2 separate regions of the Sus scrofa genome follow, and region 1 is linked to region 2. Evidence: chromatin contacts called from public HiChIP or PLAC-seq data. All regions are on one chromosome and are shown on one strand. Each heading gives the region's core, a stretch centred on a gene start, on an enhancer-like site or on the middle of the called end of the contact. The rest is flanking DNA. Distances are from core to core; before and after follow the strand shown. Region 1 overlaps PEPD (xaa-Pro dipeptidase). Region 2 has its middle 33 kb from the start of CEBPA.

The links. HiChIP or PLAC-seq counts read pairs in DNA pulled down with a chosen protein or histone mark.
Region 1: an H3K27ac HiChIP or PLAC-seq map of alveolar macrophages shows a contact between it and region 2. The contact joins two enhancer-like sites. A contact is called at or near these places in 1 of 47 Hi-C or Micro-C datasets (fibroblasts) and 1 of 2 datasets of contacts at active chromatin or transcription factors (alveolar macrophages).

What each region holds. Positions count from the first base shown.
Region 1 is chr6:43,193,166-43,196,266 of Sscrofa11.1, forward strand. The region is part of intron 11 of PEPD (xaa-Pro dipeptidase); the gene reads right to left. Among named protein-coding and RNA genes, the nearest start is that of CEBPG, 30 kb to the left of the region's middle. Within about 2 kb of position 1,761, at least 19 of the 83 cell types and tissues checked have an H3K27ac peak or open chromatin away from gene starts, as enhancers often do. A contact at or near this core is called in alveolar macrophages, where this site is marked.
Region 2 is chr6:43,050,992-43,054,092 of Sscrofa11.1, forward strand. No RefSeq gene overlaps it. Among named protein-coding and RNA genes, the nearest start is that of CEBPA, 33 kb to the right of the region's middle. Within about 2 kb of position 1,745, at least 15 of the 83 cell types and tissues checked have an H3K27ac peak or open chromatin away from gene starts, as enhancers often do. A contact at or near this core is called in alveolar macrophages, where this site is marked.

The DNA of each region.
Region 1 (3,101 bases), core at 511-3,010, 140 kb after region 2:
CCACCACTCGGAGCCCTGTGGCTCCCTCAGCGCCACAGGCTCACTCCCCAAGCCGACCCCTCCCCTGTGCCCTCTGGGCATCCCTGTTCCCCAATCCAGCCACAGGGTAGCTGCTCATGCAGGGCCCGGGCAGACAGGAAAGCCACCCAAGCAACCAGCCCTCCCCAGGGTGCGGGGTGACGAGGGCCTGCTGTGCGTCTGCATGGAACTGCTGTTACCTTCCTAGGGGTGACGTGGGGAGAAGCAGAGCACCAGTGTGGGCAGTGTCCCCGGGCCCATCCTGTGGGCGGGACACAGTGGCCGCACACCCCGGGGGGTGCTGCCATCACAGCACAGTGGGGGGCAGGGCCGGGCATCACGGCAGCGGCCTCTGCGGGGGAGGCGGTGAGTCGGTGTCACACGCACGGCACATGCTTCGTTTCACTTTTCCGTAAGCAGTGTCCCATGGTGTCTGCGAGAGCACAGACTGTCTGGACCGGCGCTTTCACACTGTGGGCTGTGACGTCAGCCGCGTGGGGTGTGGGGAAGAGGCACAAACGATGGCACAGGATGGACAGAAACCCTGTGGGAAGGGTGTCTGGTCACTATCTGGATGTCTCTGCTTACACGGTACTGGGTCAGAATGTAAAGCCTGCCTCAACCCGGTCAGCAGGTTGAAGGCCACGGCCACTGGTCTGCACCGACGGCTGACCAAGGTCTGTGCCTCACCCCCGCCCCCTGAGAGTAGTATCTTGCCCGCAGGACGGGAGCATGTCCTTAAGGCCATAAGGCCATCAAATGCTCAGGATGGGGCTGGTCTGAGACAACCGAGTTGAGTTCTCTCTGAGGAGACGGTGAGGTGGCGGGTCTGGGCTGGGTCTGGCCTCAGGGAGACAGGCCTGGAGGTGACACTTGCTCTCTAAAGATGACTGAGACCTCAGGCGCCAGAACGAGTGGGGGCTGGGCGCCCCTCAGTGGGGCAGCAGGGAGCCCCAGATACAGACTCGCCCCTCTGTGGGGCAGCAGCACAGCAGCAAACTTAGCAGGCGGAACTGTCCCATCGCTGCCTGAGGGGCCCCCCTGAGAGGCGGGCACCCTGCAGCCTGTGGGGGAGGGGCGGGGTGTCTGTGACAGAGACACAGGCCCCTGCCTGAGGCACAGCGGCCCAGGACAGAGGGTTGAGGTGGGGCGAGCTTCCCCAGGAGTTTAAACTAAGGTCTAGTCCCCAACAACCTGCAGAATTAACAGGGAATTAACTCGAGAGAGGGGCAGGGATTGCTGGCAGGTAACGGAGGGGCTGGCGGGGAAGAGCCTGCCCGGGCCATGCCCTCTCAAGGCCTGGCTCCTCGTCTGCGGGAGGAAGCCAAGGAGCAGCAGGGAAGCCTTGTAGAGAGGGTCTGATCCCGCCTCGGCTCAGGGAGCAGTGGCACATATGGCCCACCCACCACTGACACGTGCAGGTGTCTTCTGGGGCCCCCTGGGAGGAACAAGGCAGCCCTGACTTCTGTGGGCTTTGGTCCCCATGAACTGTGTCAGCCCTCTGCCAGTCAGCAGGGCAAGGCCAAGGCTCCAGGCCGACCACCATGAGGCAAGGAGACGGGAGGGACAGCCGTCCCTGGATAAGTCCCAGGATGACACGGGCTGGCTGCTGAGCACGTGCTGGGACAGGCTTCTCCCCCACTAAGCCTCTCCCATCCGGAGCCCCAGGACACCAAGACAGCGCTAGCAGGGATGAGCCAGACCAGCGTGTCCTGAGGCAATGCTGCCCTCTTCTGGCCAGTGCTGGGAGGTACGGCTCGCCACCCACCAGCCACATCCCATCAGCTGCTGGGCAACCCAGCCTGGGCATCCTTAGACTAGGCCGCCTGGAAGGTTCTGAGAGGAGCCATGGGGTATCCCGCCCCAGGAACCACTCCCCCTGCCACCTGATCAGATGGTGGGAGAAGGAGGAGATGGCAGGTGAGGAGGGGTATCCAGGCTGTTTTACAAATCAGGGCCCACTGGAGGCGCACGCTGGACCCTCCCCACCTTCCACCTCTGCCCCCCAGAGGGAGCCTGTTGGGCCCAGGGGAGGTGGGGAGTCCAGTACTGTAGTGGGCCCAGTTCTGGCTGCACTGCTTCTGGGTGGACCTAAACACGGACCGCGGCGCTCCCTGGTGGCCCATGGGCGGTGCACCAGCCCCCCTTAGAGACTCTGGTTCCCAAAGCCCAGGCTGGTTTTGGGGGACAGGACAGTGATGTGGAGTCAGAGGGCCTCTGCCCCCCCCCCCCCCGCCGCCGGCTACACCTGGGCTCGCATGGCTGATCTGGCAGGGAGGGATCTTCTGGGCTCCTTCCCAGGAAGGGCCTCTCATGATGTCAGACCATCCCATGTGAACTTGGTGAGTGTTTATTACAAGTAGGCCACACTTTTTTTTGGGTCTTTTTAGGGCCGCACCCACAGCATATGGAAGTTCCCAGGCTAGGGGTCCAATCGGGGCTGCAGCTGCCGGCCTGTGCCACAGCCACAGCCACCCCCAGATCCGAGCCGTGTCTGCGACCTACACCACAGCTCACAGCACCGCCGGATCTTCACCCACTGAGTGAGGCCAGGGGTGGAACCCACGTCCTCATGGATGCTAGTTGGGTTCGCTAACCACTGAGCCGCGATGGGAACTCTGGGGTCACGCTTTGTAACTCTGTTTTAGGAGGTCTGTCTGCATCCTTCAAACAAAAATGGAAAGCAACCCACAGCTTCTCTAGGACAGTGTCTTGGTGATGAGGTTCACGGTGAACCCCGAGGGCCAGAGCAGGAGAGGGCTCTCGGAGGCAAAAGCGAAGCCCCGAGAAGCCCCACAAGAGGCCTTGTGCCTCTGAAGCAGCCGAGAGGGAGGGCGGAGGGGATCTGAGGCCACATCAAAGTCCAGTTCCCACCTGAGCATCCAGGCAGAGCAAGTGGGGCAGCATCCAGCTGAGAGACGCAGGGAGGGGCCCGAGGGTCTGGCGGGGGAGGAAGAGCTCCTCGGAACACCCTTCTCAGCTCTGGTGATGCATCTGACGTGGGCTAAGTACCAGCGCGTCTGACTTACAGGTCCCGAGTCCCTGGCCCAGCTCCTGAGAGGCGCCTGGTACTGGAAGGGCAG
Region 2 (3,101 bases), core at 495-2,994:
CAGACCCCACGTTTCCAGCCACGCTGGCGGGAACGGAGCGCTTTGGGGGAAGGCGGAAGGGGTTTCCGCGGCACCCAGGTCTCCCGTGCACCGTTTCCCCGTCCCTCGGGGGCTGGCGGCTGGCCTGGCGTCTCTCGGATGGAAATACTGAAGACTCCTCGGCTGATCTGAGAAACGTGAGAACAGGGCTGGGAAAATCGGCCGTTTTTGTGGTTTGGGGGTTTGAAGCAAGTTTCACAACCGATCTCCCAAGAACAGGGTCCAGTCAGATGTGCTCCCCGCCCGGGGGCCCATTTCCCGGCTGGCTCTGGTGCTGACCGCCTGCCCGGCTGGGCTGCAAGGGGAGGGCCCGGGCCGAGGCAGGGGGCTGCCCCCCCCACCTGCTCCCCGCTTTCCCCCTGTGGGGCATGAACTTGAGGAGCTGAGAAGAGGGAGCCGTTTTTGGGGGTTCTTGTGGTTTCTGCCTCATCCTTTGGCATGGGGAGAGGCATCCACTGGGCTTCCCTTTCTCCCATCCTGGAAATCTTTCTTTGCTGCCTCTGGGGCAGCCATACCCTTAGGCCTTCATTGGTGGGGACAAGAAGGCCAAGAATTTCTCTTGTGGCCGTGATCTTGGCCTGGGGCTCACTAGCACGAGGGGACTGGCTCTGGCCATTCAGGGAGAGAGTGGGGACCCCAGGGAAGCACCCCCAGCCCGCCCCAGATCTCCACGCTTCCGCTGCCTCCTCCGCAGACAGCCGCCAGCTGGGGTGGGGAAGGGGTCCCCCGGCCTTCAAGTGGCCTGAACCCCCCAGCCTGTCCTTCCACTCTGGGAAGTCCCAAGCTGCCTCAGGCCAGCCGGGGCAGAACTGAAATTGGTGACATCTGCCTTTCTGGCCCCTCGGCTCCCGCCCCCGCCCACTCGCCCCAGTCTTTCCGCAGGAGCTTCCAAACCAGGCAGGAACAGCCGGCCGTGATCTCCCTGAGCTGCCCTCCCGTCTCCCACACCCCCCACTCAGCCTGGCCCTGCGTGAGCCAGACCCCCCCCTCCCCCAAGTTCTGGAGGGTGGCCCATGATCTTGGACACTGCCAACCCTCTGCTCAGGGGCACAGCACTCTCAGACATTCCCCCCGACCCCCGCCACCCTCTCTCCTCCACCAACACACAAACACACATACACACACAGCAGAGGGGAGATGGGCCCCAGGACCTTCAGCCCCAGGACACGGTGTGAGGCAGCGGTGCGTGGGGGACAGAGCCCTGGCTTCCTGCCTCTGCCAAGGGGGCCAGGACAGTCCTGGGTCTAGATGCCGAGTCAAGGTGGGGCTGGGAACTTGCTGGGTCCTGCAGGGCAGCTGGGCAAACAGAGCTGGGGATGGGAGTCATCAGATTCACGGCTAGGGAGATGGCTTGTCGCCTGCCCGGTCAGGTGGTTGCACAGACGTGGCGGGTTGCAGAGAGTCCCACGCGGCTGCATGCAGGGGCCAGGGAGAGGTGGTGGGGCCGGCCACAAGGGCTCGCGGGGACAGGACGATGAGAGCAGACCCACGGAGCCCTCTCAGCCAGAACCAGAGAAGCCTGGACGACTGAACACACCCAGGCAATTAGCCGGCATCCGAGAAACCCTCGCGGAGTCTGCTTTGGGCAGGGAGTAGCGGGGCAGATGGGCCCGTATCATGATCAGCTAAAGACACCCAGACACAGCTGCCAGGCCGGGCCCAGGAAGGCTGGGAGTTCTGGGTGTCTCTGCTGGGCGCCCTGTCCTCCTTCCCGTTCCTTATCCATACACCCCCCCCCAGCTTCCTGTTTCTGTTTTGGGGCCACAGGAACTTCCTCTTCTCATCACGGTTCAAAATGGCTTGCTGGCCTCAGCTGGAGGCCGGGCGGGAGGCTGGTGGCCCTAGACCGAGGGACATACGTGGAGGGAGGGAGAGGGGGGCTCTGTGCCCTGGGCGGGATGGAGGGGCCTACTGAGCTGTGACTGTGGTTCTTTCCACACTGGAGCTTCCCCGACAGGTTTCCCCAGCTCCTCTGGGGCTGCTTGTGTGAGCACTGCTCGAGGCCAAGGTGGCTGGACCCAGTTGGTGTGACCTTGCCAAGTCACCCTGTCCCCTTCCTGCCTCAGACAGAGGGCCCAGGGGTTTCTTGCCCTCCTCTTCTTCCTGCTTCCTCTCAGGCACATTTGCACTTGACACAGGCACTCATGGGCAGCCCCATGTCAGCCCACGGTGCACATGCACTCGCATGCATGCACGTGGCCCCACCAGGAACAGAGCTGCTGTCCCCTGGATGCTGAGGCAGTGGGGGGCCTAGCCCAGGGTGTCCTTGTGTGGGCATTTCTTAGCGAGTGTGTGTGTGGGATCATGTGGGGTGTGCACACGTGTTGTGTGTGTGTGTGTCTCTCTGGGTGGGGGTGTTTGGTGCAGGGGTGGGTGGGGGGCATCTCCTCCCAACTGCATCCTGCAGGCTGATCAGAGCACTTTCCCCAGATAAAGCTGAGTCGTGTCCTTCCAAATCTCTGAGCTCCCCATCTGTGGGCAGAGGGTGAGGGAGGGGCTTCCTTACCCCAGGACTCCTCGGGGTGCCCAAGGGAGTGTGGAGGGCATGGTCAGGCCCAGGGCCCAGGGCATGGTGGGCTGCCAGGATGGGTACGCAGGGCAGCCCTCAAGTGGCCACCTTGGGACCACCTTGATCCACTGGGCATGTGACCCTGTGCCTGGGGTGGGACGTGGGGGCGAATGTGGGCAGAGCTGCTGAGAGGCCAGACTCGTGTCCACCTCCCTGCTCACCCAGCTGCCCGGGGATGGTGCTGAGGATTCAGATGCTTCCTCCCAGGGGCTGGGGTAGCGGTCAAGGTCAGGACAGTGCCACTCCACCAAAGCTCCTGGCCAGCACTTCCTGAGCACTCGTTACTGGCCAGGGTCTCCTTCCCTATCTGATGACCATCGTTGTCCATTATGGATGAGCAATTTGAGCCCCTGGGGTCAAGCGGCTGTGGCTCCAGAATCCACACTGCCGGGACACACACCAGACTCTGGGCCTGGCCACCTCCCTCCCTGGGGACGGCCCCCCCCCCAGGGAACTCAAGAGTCTAGGGTCAGCGGGTTCTATTCCTCGGCAC